Linked DNA regions of Mus musculus: all the other regions are linked to region 3. Evidence: chromatin contacts called from public HiCAR-type and HiChIP or PLAC-seq data. All regions are on one chromosome and are shown on one strand. Each heading gives the region's core, a stretch centred on a gene start, on an enhancer-like site or on the middle of the called end of the contact. The rest is flanking DNA. Distances are from core to core; before and after follow the strand shown.

Region 1 (4,517 bases), core at 246-2,745, 1.2 Mb before region 3:
GGCTGGCTCCTGCTTACATGAGGACATTGTCCATTCAGCTGCTTTGTTTCTCCCTATTGATCTCAGAGCCCTCAGAGGTACTGCCCAACTCTGGGGCAAACCAGAGAACTTTCCCATTCTAAAGCATTGTGTGACACATCATGCCTGGAACCACTGTGCACCCTGGAGATGCTGGACAGACCACATCTGTAGATGGAGTGAAATCCTGACTATTTCTATTGTGCCCTGTGCGTGGTACCCAGCCAATGCCTGGTCAGTACATCGCTCAGGTGTGTGTCACCCCAGAACCTGCCTCACAGTGACTGTTGTCCCTGCTGGCTGGGAGGAGAGTTGTTATCACATCACTGTGAGCTGAGGCTTTCCCCTTCTCTATCTCCCATGCTTCGTGCTCTCACTCAGAGGTGAAAAGCTACAAGGACAAGGATGACCGACTTGAGACTCAGTGACATTACAGGGATTGCTTGGATAATTTTCGGCGAGGTAGGATCTCACGTAGACTGTCCTTGAACTCCTGCTTCTAGCTCGGCCTCCTAATTTTTAAAATAATAAACTAAAATCTCCAGACATGATCTCAATCCTTTACAAGATCCTGATGTTCCAGCAAAAACGTAAACCCTGGATACTCTCTGGCTGGGGAGGGTTCCACTCCACTGACGTCTCTGGATTGTGAGCTATTAGATTTAACCTACAGAATGTGCATGTGTGAGCTGCTCTAAGGAGCAAGGGTTGAACGGGGCCAAGGAAATAATGAATCAACTGTAGCACTGAGCAAACAAGAACAAATTAAAAACTAAGGTTAAAAATGATCTCTAGCCCCATGTTCATCCCCAAGGAACGTAAACTCATTTATCCTAGGTCTCTGCTTTCCGGTGTGTGATATTAAAAGAACCAAATAATTTTGATATGATTAAACAAAGGGGAGCTTCCCCTTTGCTCCTTCCCTGCTGCATTCACAGGGAAGCATCACCAAGCCAGCGTCTGAGGCAGTCTTCTGACCCCGCAAGTCTCTCCCGGGGGTGACAGCATGACCGACAAGCTCTCCATTGCTTGCTAGCCCAGAGGGACATCGGAACTTTTCCCCTGTGAAGCTCATTACACAGCGCAGACCACGTGCTCAGCACAAGAATCGGGCACCAGTGGCCCAACAAATCATACCGGGGCCCAAATGGTGACAGGGCTGGCAGAGGGCCTTCTAGAATCAAGAATGTATTTATCCTGGGGTCTCAGCTAAGGGCGAGAGACAAGGATTTCCTGTGTGGTGCTTTGCATTAAGGCTAAGCTGCCCCCACTGACAGCAATCTGTATTCTGAGCTGAAATTGGCATCTTGTGTGCTCAGAGCTAGAAAATGAGTATTTTATGCATGAGTCAGTACTTGAGTTCACTCTAAATTCTCTTTTGTCCCTTAGTGGACAAAAGCTACCAATTAGGGGTGGCCTGTAGATGTTACCCAGGACAAGTCAGAGAATGGAACTATCACTTCGTGCCTAACTGCTTCCAGTCTGGCTCCTTTTCACAACAGACTGGCAAAAATACTGCTGTATGCACACAGAGAGAAAGGCAGCCACAATACTGTCACTTTCCATCTCAGCTTCAGCAGGAAGCAGCGTCAGGCCAGACCGAGGACGGCCACTACCCCTAGCACACTGCTTCCTCTCTGGGGGCAGCAAGGCCCAAACTTCCACTCCTGGATTAAAAGAGAGAACAGCCATCTTCTGTCACAGTCTTTTGCCAAATCCCCTCAAGAGAAATGTGATTTGTAAAAATATTAAAGTAAAGACAACTGCATTTTGTTGTTTTTTCCACTTGAAAAGCCGAATAACCCTAAAAGTACTTGGTGAGAGGCTATGAAACTAAGTTAAAAATAAATCGAGCTGTCACTGGCTCACGTGAGAGGAAGAGGTGGGCCAATTTCTCCTGAGCCATCTCAGAGGAGTTCACTGGAGCCTTGCAGACTGGCAACTTTCCATAAAATCAGTTTTCCTTTATCAGAGTATGGGGCTGACTAATAATAGACTATTCAATGTAATTCATTCTTGCCAAATGACAGAACTTTTAAAAGCAGGTCTGTCACAAGCCCTGACTTAGCACGCAGAGTTGTCTATGACCACAGAACTACTCTTGAATTCTGTCTGCCAATGGCCTTGGCAGATGTCCTAAGCAATAGGCAGAGGCCTCCGAGGCACAGATCACACGCTTCCATGCTGACAGAGAGCTCCTTGATTATGTCCTTTGACCAATTAAAACCATACCTTCCCCCACTTCATAAAAGTTGCTTACGTGTGGTGTGTTCCAAATGCAATATCCAACTTTGCCTAGGATAGGAAAAAAGTAATTTATTTTAAAAAGTTGCACTTAAATGCTTAATTTTCCTGTCTACCGAAAATTAAATGGGGAAGGGAACAAGGCAACTCTTTAAAAACAAAACAAAACAAAACAAAACAAAACAAAACAAAACAAAACAAAACTGTTTGACTGCCCTCTATTGGACAAACAGAACACAGCTTTTATTACAGTATGCAGCAGGCTCATTTAAAATACTTTGGTTGGGGGCTTGGGGGTGGGGTGGGTGTTACCTAATATGATTTAATACATATTACATTTTTAATTACAGAAGTTATAAGTGGGAAACCTAATCTTTTAGTTGCCAAAAAATATAAATGTGATCCCAAACAAAGTTTTAAATAAGATATTTGGCTCCCAAGAAAGTTAGCATGAACAGAGTTTTAAGAACAGATTTAAACAGCATGGAATTGGTGGCAACATAAAGACATCATGATGCTAAGTTGAAAGAGAAAGTTTCATACAAAGGCAGCAGAAGCTGGAGATAAACACCGCCAAGCCCACCTTGTAATCCAGAATGAGTTTTATAAGTGCCGGTATGTCGAGGGTAAACATTTTATCTAACATCTAGCACAAGAGACCCAAGTCAAGCAGGATATGCCAGAAAGAATGGCTATGGAACAAACAAGTCGCTGAGTGATCAGTTTAGGAATACACTGCCTGGCCTCAAATCCTGCCTCACAATTTGCCTGACTTTGGAAAATAACTTATGTTCTATGACTTTGCTTTTGCCTGATTAAAGTGGGCTATTGTTATGAGATTTAGTTGTTAGGGAGAATGAGAAAATATGCCTAAGTGCTTAGGAAAGAGGTCTTTTGTTGTAAGCAATACATCTATGTAAACAGTGTCCTTTCCCAACCATAGGATGGAAGGATGGGACTGGCTGCCAGGGGAGACATGGACAACTGGACTATGAAGTGGGTAGCAGGCAGTCTGCAGAGGCTCCTAGCAGACCCACGAAGCTTGGGGAAATACATGAGGACCAGCATGCATTTGTGCTGTTTGACTAGAGAAGAAAGTTAGGAACTGTATTTCACATCTGTAAAACTACACAATCATTTTACCAGCTCATTTTTAACTGAGAAAGCACAGTGGCTAGGAGAACTGGCTCCCGAGTTTAGTTGGCTACAAGTTACATGCTTCAGGCCAGACTAAGGCACAAACAACAGGGATAAAAGCAACTTCAGCAGATAATCTTTAGCGCATGCTTCTTTTTGGGCTAATGGACCAACTCTTTCAAACGCTGTACCGATGCCACTAGGAATCCATTTTATACACGAACAAGTTAGATTTAACCAAATGGGAAGTGACAAAGCCAGAATGAACATCATGGAATGAGCCTGTGTGTCATCCCCACCCTCCAACTCACACATCAAAGGGCAGAGCCAAGAGGGTCAGTGTTTAGTGAGACAGACTTGGTGGCGTATGTGGGTCTCCAATACAATCAGAGTCCTCACTGAGACCAGAGTGCTAGTGGACCCTCACTTCTCTACCATGAAGAATACTGGGAGAACACAGCAACCACAAGGCACGAGCAGAGTCTTTACCAAGAACCAGAGTGACCTGTACCGTGACCTGACTCTGGCTTCCTAGATGTCTGTTATTTAAGCTGCCCAGTCTAAAAAAGAAAAAAGTTTTCCATCTATAAATGTTACTACAGTAGCCAAGGCACAGTCATATACCCAGACCTAGAGCTGAGGCAGAACTCAGACAAAGTATTTGAGCCCCTTGTTTCCAGCCCCTTGCACTAAATACACAGCCAACTGATTCCCGGATGACTGCTATTACCAGAAACACTCAATATGGAAAGGCACTTCAGCAGGACAGGACAGGGCCACAGTTCTCCTGCATCTCCCACTGGAGCAGTGGTTCTCAACCTGTGGTTGTAATCCCCTTTTAGAGTTGAACAGGGGTTGGCTAGGATTATCAGAAAACACAGATATTTGCATTATGATTCACAATAGTAGAAAAATTAGTCATGAGGTAGCAACAAAATAAAGTTATGGTTGGGGTCAGCACAGCATGAGGAACTGTATTGAAGGGTTGCAGCATTGGGGAGGTTGAGAACCACTCACTACTCTAGAGTGAGGCACTCAGGTGAAGTGCTTTGTAAAGGTTTTGGGAGCCATGTGTGCTTATGCCCTCTGGTGGCCATCCTGCTCACCGCCCCCCCCCC
Region 2 (4,451 bases), core at 894-3,393, 1.4 Mb before region 3:
AGTCTGAGCCTGTACTACATACTGAGATCTATCTAAAAACAAAACAAAAAAAAAAAAAAACCAAAACAAAAACAAAACTAAAACCAAAAGACAGGGCAGGTGAGATGTCTCAGTGGCCATCAGCTCCTGCCACATAAGCATAATGACACACACACACGTACACACACACAAATTTTAAAAAAGTAAAAATCCTCCCAGAAAACAAAACTTTAGAAATCTGTATCAGTAACTTGATTATATATTAAGTTGTCCTTATGAATTGCTTACGAAAAGTCTCTTACATGTTTGTAAATACACAAATATCCACTACAGCAAGATTCCTTGTTATCAATACATTATCATGGCTTTCAAAATTTTTTTGAAGCCTTTCACATTTAATTCTTATTTTTCTGGAATAGAAAGAGATGAAACATTGGGGAAAGACTGTAACCATTTTAGTTAGTTTTGTTTTCTGTTTTGTTTTGAGACAGTGTGATAGTTTGTATATCCTTGGACCAGGGAGTGGCACCATCTGAAGGTGTGGCCTTGTTGGAATAGGTTTGACCTGGTTGGAATGGGTGTGTCACTGTGGGTGTGGGCATAAGATCCTCACCCTAGTTGCTGGAAGTCAGTCTTCCACTAGCAGCCTTTGGATGAAGGCATAGAACTCTCAGCTCCTCCTGTGCCATGCCTGCCTGGATACTGCCATGCTCTCACCTTGATGATAATGGACTGAACCTCTAAACCTGTAAGCCAGCCCCAATTAAATGTTGTTTTTTATAAGACTTGCTTTGGTCATGGTGTCTGTTCAAAGCAGTAAAACCCTAACTAAGACAGACAGGATTTCTCAGTGTAGCCCTGGCTGTCCTGAAACTTGCTTTGTTGATCAGACTGGCCTCAAACTCACAGAGTGAGTGCCAGTGCCTCTGACTCCAGAGTGCTGAGATTAAAGGTGAGCATCATCGTGCCCTGATGCAGATATTGATTTAATCAACTGAGATAACTTCCTGTCAGGTTTGGCGGAACTTGAGATTTACAGTTGAAGACAAGTGGATTCTACTGGCCTCCTTTTTCCAAGTACTTTTAGGGACCTGAAAACTTGGACATTTATTTTGGACACACACAGTTTACATGGTACACACAGTTTACATGGTACACGGAGCTGCTTGGATAGGTTTCCATCCATTCCTTTGTTTAGATGATTAGTCACATCTCTGGGTTTAGCTTTTTTTTTTTTCTAAACTTTATTTTATTGTGGTGCCCTGTGCACTTGGAGGTCAGAAGACAACTTTGTGGAGCCTGGATGAAACTCAGGTATCCATGCTTGCTTGGTAGTACCTTTATTATTTAAGCCATTTCATTGGCTCCTGCACCCAACCTTTTTTTTTTTTTTGGTAGGGGAATCTCAAAAATACTTTATAGGTAAGTATATGCATTTATTGTCAAAGACCTTTATCTTATTGGGACTTTGTACTCTTCTGTATTCCTAGGGTATTTAAAATGACAACTTATATTTGGATCACTTACATTTTGCCGTGGAACTTGTCACATCTCACATAGAAGCTAATTTTTCATTTCTTTTCTTTCTTTTTATTGGCTTTTTTTGAGACATCGTCTCTATACAGTTCTGACTCTCATGGAAATTACTATGTAGACCAGCTGGTGTCGAACTCACAGAGATCCACTTGCCTCTACCACTGAGTGTTGGGACTTAAAAGGGGTTTGCCCCCACACCCAGTTTAAAGCCACCTTTTAAATGCTTCTTATGGGTGAAACAATTGCAATTTGTACATGTATATGTGTACGTATACATACACTCACACACACAATCTTGCAGAGGAGGAAAATGAATCTTACAGAATTTGATTACTTTGATCCAGTTTAAAGGAGGCAATGTGCTTTTACCAGAGGAGCTGAATTCCAGTTTCCACACCTTCCCCCCTCCCAACTTCCTCTTCCGGTTCCTGCTTGTCCATTGTTCAGTGAAGCCGGAGGGCACTAACTACAAGGAAACTGTTCTTCCTCAATCTCACCCTCTTCCCTCCTCCCCTCTCTACCCTTTGGGTCTCCGCACCGCCTTGCCCAGGAGTTAAGCCTTAAAGAGTGCAGGAAGAACTACATTTCCCAGAGTGCCTCGCGAGTCACCGTCCTCCAACCAGAGCTCTCCAGACGGCGCCATTTCTGAGGCAGGAGTGGTAGTGCGGCCTGTGATCATGGCGCTGTTCCCGGCTTTTGCGGACGTAAGTGAGGCCTCCGGTGATGGGGCATTCAGGAAAGGTAAGCACCCCAAAAGAGTCGAAAAAGACATCCATTAAATTAATGGCAGATTTTCGGGCCTGGGTCATGGCCTTTTTTCTTTGCTTTGTTTATCCACCTGTATCCCAGAGTTCTCCGCGGCGCTGCAAAGCCTTCTGGGTCTTGTCTGAAGTGTAGGGCCAGAGGCTCTTTCAGGCGCTACGGTGGTCAAGTAAGCGGAGGGGAAACTAAGCCTACGATGATGTCTGGCGCTAACATTACCGTATTTTTGGACTTCATTCTCCTAGAAGCTGCAATGATACAACTCCATTGCAAAAGAAACCCTCTTAAAATACTTGCAATTGTGGTTGGCGTAATTCTGATTTTTCCTTACTAAATTGTAACCGTCAACAAATTCCGAGACTGTCTATTCATTGTAGCACACTTATTAGAAACACAGGCCCAAAATATAGACGTATTCAATAAGTGTGTCAGGATTGATAATGCAACCTGTTGCATGAACGAAACTAAGTAACAACAGCAACAAATCAGTATAAGGTAGTATGCTACAAATGTCATAGATGAGCCACAGTCAACCATAAAAATGAAACGTTCAGAATTTTGGAATGGTCTTCAAGAGGATATGATTTGTATAGATAAGAATTCAGGGACCTTCAAGGGGCTGTGGAAGAGAAGCATGGGATTAGAGAACTGGGTGCGTATTTTAAATGCTAAGACAAGTGTCAGCTATAATGAAGTTAACCATGGCAGGTAAATGCAGAAAATACATCTAATACTGAAAGTGTACGGTCAAGTTGAAGGGCTGGCAGTGGTGGCATACACCATTAATTTCAGCACTTGGGAGGCAGAGGCAGGTGGATCTCTGAATTCAAGCTCAGCTTGATCTACGTAGTGAATTCTTGGACAGCCTGGGCCACAACATAGAGAGACCCTAATCTCAAAAAAGACCAAACCAAAACAAAATATAGTTAAGAAAATTAACTATATATTATTTAACTATGAGTTACTGTTCAGCTTTCTTTACGGTTGGTTTGCTTATAGGGATCCAAAAGAAGTCAGAATTCTCTCTCTCTCTCCTTTCTCTCTCTTCTTTCTCTCTGTCTTCCTTTTCTCTCTGTCTTCTCTCTCTCTCTCTCTCTGAGAGAGGGGGTGTACTGGCTGGTTTTGTGTGTCAACTTGACACAAGCTGGAGTTATCACAGAGAATGGAGCCTCCCTTGAGGAAAGGCCTCCATGAGATCCAGCTGTAAGGCATTTTCTCAGTTAGTGATCAAGGGTGGGAGGATCCATTGTGGGTGGTGCCATCCCTGGGCTGGTAGTCTTGAGTTCTATAAGAGAGCAAGCTGAGCAAGCCAGTAAGAAACATCCCTCCATGGCCTCTGCATCAGCTCCTGCTTCCTGACCTGCTTGAGTTCCAGTCCTGACTTCCTTGGTGATGAACAGCAGTGTGGAAGTGTAAGCTGAATAAACCCTTTCCTTCCCAGCTTGCTTCTCGGTCATGTCTGTGCAGGACTAGAGACCCTGACTAAGACAGAGAGTTGGCCAGAAACCCACAGAGATCTGCCTTCCTAGTGTTGGGATTAAAGGCAAGTGCTCCCATGTCCAGGCACACTGCATTTTCTGCATGTACCCGTAGGTCCCCTTGAGTATGAAACAGTTTCTCTGCTCTTGTATTTTCTCAGGTGATATATTTGTTGAGGAAGCTGGTTATCCATCCTGAAGATGTTTCCCGCTAAATCTTCCTGTAACTTGCTCCTTTATTTATCCATCCCATTATTTCCTGGGAACTGATAATTAGATTTAAAGAGCCGATAAGATCTAGCTATATACTTTTTGTTGTTGAGGGTAGCTTGTTTGGAGTGCTGCACAAATATTAAGTCCTATCAGGAGGGTCCAATCTTTGATTTCAGTGATATTAAGGGGGTCCGTGTTGGGCATCAGATCCCCTGGGATTAGAGTTAAGATGGTTGTGAGCCTCCATGTAGATGCTGGAAATCAAACCTTGGTCCTTTGAAGAACAACCAGTGTGCTTAATCACTGACCCGTCTTTCCAACCATGCCATTACACCTTCATCTGATAATTTTGCAGTGATGTTTTTTATATTCTTGTGACAGGGTCTCACTGGGACCCAGATTAGCCTCCAGTGTGTAATCACCTTGAATGAGCAAAAGAGACTCAAAGAGTTTCTTCTGACTCTAGAACTTGCATTATAATTT
Region 3 (4,254 bases), core at 200-2,699:
GACTAAAAGCATGGGCCACCACCTCCCAATTGAGAAGCCAGTTTTAAAAACCATTTTTTTTTTATCTGTCTCATTGATAACATTCTAGATGGAACTTTTTTTTTTAAACTACAATTATTTGACCAAGAGTTCTAGTAAAAGCTGGTGTGACCTTTTAAACTCACTGCTTTCGTATAATCCAAGTGTAGACATAGTGTAATGTCAAGCCTTCTAACCATTATGAAAACAAATTTGACTCCAGGGGTCAGTAAGGGTCTCAGACCCTGAGTTACTATTTTAAGGTACCCATGATTTACAACTAAAGCCACCATCAGTGGGGTCAGACAGGCTTCCTCCCCCAGGCCTGTTCAAGTACCTGAAGCCTTTGTTTCTATTTGTACAACTGGGATATTATCATTTACATTTTAATGGCTAAACAATGCCTAGCTCAGAGTAAACACTCATTCTGAAAAAACAAACAAACAAACAAACAAAAACAAAAAAAATCTAATACATAAAACTTACTGAACCAGCTCTGTGGCAAATGCCAGAAGCCTGAAGCATATAATGTTCATATCCAAAATGAGAGATCTCAAATTAAAGGTCATGATGAGAAAGTAACAACAGGAAAAACAGAACAAAATTCGAACAAACATGGGTGCTTAAAAACACGACAGCTTCAGCCGAAGGTTAGAAAAGCTAGACTATTTCAAAATAACATCTTAGACAGGAGATGGGGGTGGGGGAAGGGACCTCGGGGTGCTGCTATAGATGGCTCGATGGAACGAGGGGAGAGGAAAACCAGGGCTCTCAAGGCAGACCACCCGAAGAGCTCTGGGGCAGAGTCACTCACACATCCAGGCAGCTACAAGCCCTACAGTAGTATATGGAGGCGAAGGATGAGAATCGACTTACCTACGTAAGCTCCTAATTCTTGTAATTTCCCCTTAATGGCACTCTGAGGGAGAGAGAGAGAAAAAAAAAAAAAAAAACAGCAAAGGTGCCTGTGAAAACCGCGACAGTGAAAGAGCCGCCCCGCGCAACCGGGGGGTGGGGGAGGGGACGCCGCCCCCCGCGCGGCGCTTCCCGCAGCCGCCGCCGCCGCTGCCGCCCAGGTGCCTCTCACGGGCCCGCTGGAGTCCCCAGAGCCGACCGCCGCGCCTGCGCTCCGTCTGAGGCGGCCGGCGCGGAGGAGACGCTGCAGGCCGGGCCCACCCGCCCCGTTACTCCTGGCAACCGCCTGCCCGCCATGCCCAGCGCCCGCCGACGCGGGCCTCACCCGGATCTTGCGGCTGATCTCGGTGCCGATTTCCATGGCTCGGCGGCGGGCGGCCGGCTCGGCACTGCGCGGCGCCTCGGTTACCTGGAGCCCGCCGCGGGCTGCCACCCTGCAGCCTGGGCCCCCTACGCCGCTGCCGCTGCCGCTGCCGCCGCTGCCGCCGCCGCTCCGCCTCCGCCGTGCGCGTCCCCGCCCCTGCTGGCGCCCCCGTGCAAGTGGGAGCCAACGCGCATGCGTCTGAGCACACACGCATGCGCGCAATCGCGCGCGCGTGTGTGTCCCGGGCAGGGGGGCGGGGTCCGGAACCTGTGCTCTGGCGACCACTGCTGGTGGCTCATAGGACGATGGCCTACGGGGTTACCTGGTTTCACCTTCCTCTTTCTAGGCTTCGGGGGAGCCTTTCCTTTTCCTTTTCATGCTTTCTCATTTGCGAATTTTAGTCTACAGGTAATCAGGATGAAAGTATGTATAGCTCAAACATTATGAGCCCTGATCCGAGTTCAAATCTAACCCCAAGTATCACTATGGGATTGAGATATATATTATCAAATGACAAAAAGGAGATTATTTTCTAGAAGATGTACTATTATTACACTTGATGAGGTAGAGGGACGATATTCAGAACCCATGACCTTACTTTAATTCTATAGGGATGTTTTGTTTTGTTTTGTTTTGTTTTTTGAGACAGGGTTTCTCTGTGTAGCCCTGGCTGTTCTGGAACTTGCTCTGAAACCCATGCTGGCCTTGAACCCAGTGATCCACCTGCCCCTGCCTCCTGAGGGCTGCCAGCTGCAGGTAGCAAGACTGGCAAGTGTCACCCTCTAGTGTTACAACACCCTGCAGTGTTGACCAGTGTGACTGGGAAGTTGGGGCCCTCTAGTGTTAAGAGTTGGTGCGCAGGGCTCCGTTATTGGGTGTCAGCCCTGAATGTATTAGAGCTCCTTGGGCCTAGAAATTGGGTTTGCTAATCTCAGTCTCAGCTGGGATTGCAGTTTCCTGAAGGTCCTAGGTACTGGGATTTCTCAGGCCATGGTGGTAGCCAGCGATACAGCTCTCAGTCAGATGCCTGGCACACTTGGCCCTGAAGACCTGACAGTTCTCACAAATTCTTGTGACCGGGGCCTGCAGGTTCCCTTCATTGCTTTTTACGTCATTGCTTTTAATGCTTAGGCTCTGAGCCTCCTGTTCCCCCTCTCAGCTTCTTACCTTATCCTGGCCACTCTTGAACAGCTCCCTCCCTCTTCTATCTCCTGCCTCTCTTTGGGTCCACACAGCTGAAAGTGGGTCAGAAAAGAGAGCTTGAGAGAAGCCTCTTGTTAAGCCTGCTGTTGTAACCATAGGGTAAGCTGCTCCCGAGAGTGCCCCTCCCGGCCTGAACAGTCTGCTTCTATAGCTCAAAATGGGATGTTTGGATTAATCACAGCTATTTGTTTTGGCCGAGCCTAGCCATATGTTGGACTAATCAGAGCTTTGCCTCTTAGCACCAATTACAGCTATCTGTCTGGTCTGCTAGACCACAAGGAGAAGAGCTTGCCCTCTGGCCTAGGAAGAGATAATTGCAGGTTTGTTTGAAGTTCTTCAAGGCTCGGGATCACAAACTATCAGGTACAAAATCTTTCCAACAGCCCTCATTGGAGCCACACATTCAGGAGCTGGGACAATCAGATCGACTGCAGTCTTTATGTAGTTGTTTCAAGGTGGAATGCTCAGGACTGTCGTGGATGCTGGTCTAAGAGCAGTCTGGCTGTTTGCTAGGCTCCTTCATTTAAGACATCCAGGGCAGCAAAAGAGAGTTCAATGGCTGCTAATAGGTGTTCAAATTGTTCAAACCCTAACAGCTTTGCTGGATTATAGGAAAACAAGCATCGGAAGGAAACTGAGAGAACCTGTCACTCGAAGTGATGATAACAGATCTGAAAGTTCTTTAGCATACTCCACTCCCCTAGAGACAAGGAGGTCAACCGGCACTTCCCTCATACTGTCATCTCCCCGTGCTAACAATGACCGACTCTCCCATCTCAGCCATGTTGTTGCCTGAAACCCACTCCCAAAATTTACGTAGCTATGTCCTGTCCGCTTCATTTTCTTCTGAATTCAGCATTTTCAGTGCTAATTCATCGTTATCGTCTGCAATTCAAATTTATTTCTACGCTAGATTGCTTTCGTTCTCCCCGTTCCTGACCACGAGAAACATGGAAGAATCCTTTTCCAGAATAGATATCCAGAAAGGTTTTTCCATTCTCCCCACATTCCTCCAAGTCGCTGGGTGGTTTGGAGTATGTTTTGGTGTTGGTGTTGGTGTTGGTGTTGGTGTTGGTGTTGGTGTTGGTTTTGGTGTTGGTGTTGGTGTTGTTGTTGCTGTTGCTGTTGGTGTTGGTGTTAGCTTTGTGACAGGGCCACAGTGTTTGGACTCAGATTCCTGTTCCACCTGCTTAGCCTCTGAGGTGCTGGGACTACAGGGATGTGCCAACTATGCCCATATTCTTCTTTAAAAAAACAAAATCTTTATTGGTTCTTTGTGAATTTCACATCATATACCCCATCTCCCCATCCCTTCGTACCCGCCCTCTACCCTTGCAATCTCCCCCTAAACAGAAAAAAAAAAAAAAACTCATTGTAGAAGCTATAGTGTGTCCCACAGTATTCCCTTTTGTCCACACTTCTTAGCTTGCAAACATTCATTGGAACCGCTCATTGGTTTAGTACAAGGCCTCTGGCTTCTGCTACTCTAGCAATACTGGAACTTCACCTGGACTCCTCTTAGATATCCTGTTGTTGCTCTGTGTGGTGAAGACTCTGTAGTTTTGGATCTATACAACTAGTTCCTTCATGCACTGCAGCAGTTCACTGATGCAGTAGGTGCCGGGGCGGGCCAATTTAAAGCTCTAGATCTGGGTATCCAAGCTGGTCAGCCACAGGCTCTCATGCTTTCCCCAGCACCAGGCACATCCAGGGCCAGCTCTACCTGCTGTCCAGGAGAGGTGCAGGGCCAGCTC

Evidence for each region. HiCAR-type assays count read pairs that join an accessible place to other places. HiChIP or PLAC-seq counts read pairs in DNA pulled down with a chosen protein or histone mark.
Region 1: a contact with region 3 is called in a HiCAR-type map of astrocytes, with 2.4 times the contacts expected there. The contact joins the enhancer-like site here to the promoter of Zc3h14 in region 3. A contact is called at or near these places in 8 of 39 promoter capture datasets (the 3T3-L1 cell line, 3T3-L1-derived adipocytes, the HPC-7 cell line and 4 more), 1 of 484 Hi-C or Micro-C datasets (the N1E-115 cell line) and 5 of 115 datasets of contacts at active chromatin or transcription factors (astrocytes, embryonic hindbrain, embryonic midbrain and 2 more).
Region 2: an H3K27ac HiChIP or PLAC-seq map of trophoblast stem cells shows a contact between it and region 3, with 7 times the contacts expected there. The contact joins the promoter of Nrde2 here to the promoter of Zc3h14 in region 3. A contact is called at or near these places in 1 of 39 promoter capture datasets (pre-B cells), 3 of 115 datasets of contacts at active chromatin or transcription factors (astrocytes, microglia and trophoblast stem cells) and 1 of 9 other capture datasets (adipose tissue).

The regions. Positions count from the first base shown.
Region 1 is chr12:99,900,144-99,904,660 of GRCm38.p6, reverse strand. Tdp1 (tyrosyl-DNA phosphodiesterase 1) reads right to left here. Exons shown (of 16, transcript NM_028354.5): 6 at 2,279-2,313. Among named protein-coding and RNA genes, the nearest start is that of Tdp1, 18 kb to the right of the region's middle. Within about 2 kb of position 1,495, at least 83 of the 459 cell types and tissues checked have an H3K27ac peak or open chromatin away from gene starts, as enhancers often do. A contact at or near this core is called in the HPC-7 cell line and astrocytes, where this site is marked.
Region 2 is chr12:100,157,345-100,161,795 of GRCm38.p6, reverse strand. Nrde2 (nrde-2 necessary for RNA interference, domain containing) reads left to right here and starts at 2,143. Exons shown (of 14, transcript NM_001290303.1): 1 at 2,143-2,256. The coding sequence starts at 2,193.
Region 3 is chr12:98,744,163-98,748,416 of GRCm38.p6, reverse strand. Zc3h14 (zinc finger CCCH type containing 14) reads right to left here and starts at 1,449. Exons shown (of 17, transcript NM_029334.2): 1 at 1,259-1,449; 2 at 895-937. The coding sequence starts at 1,294.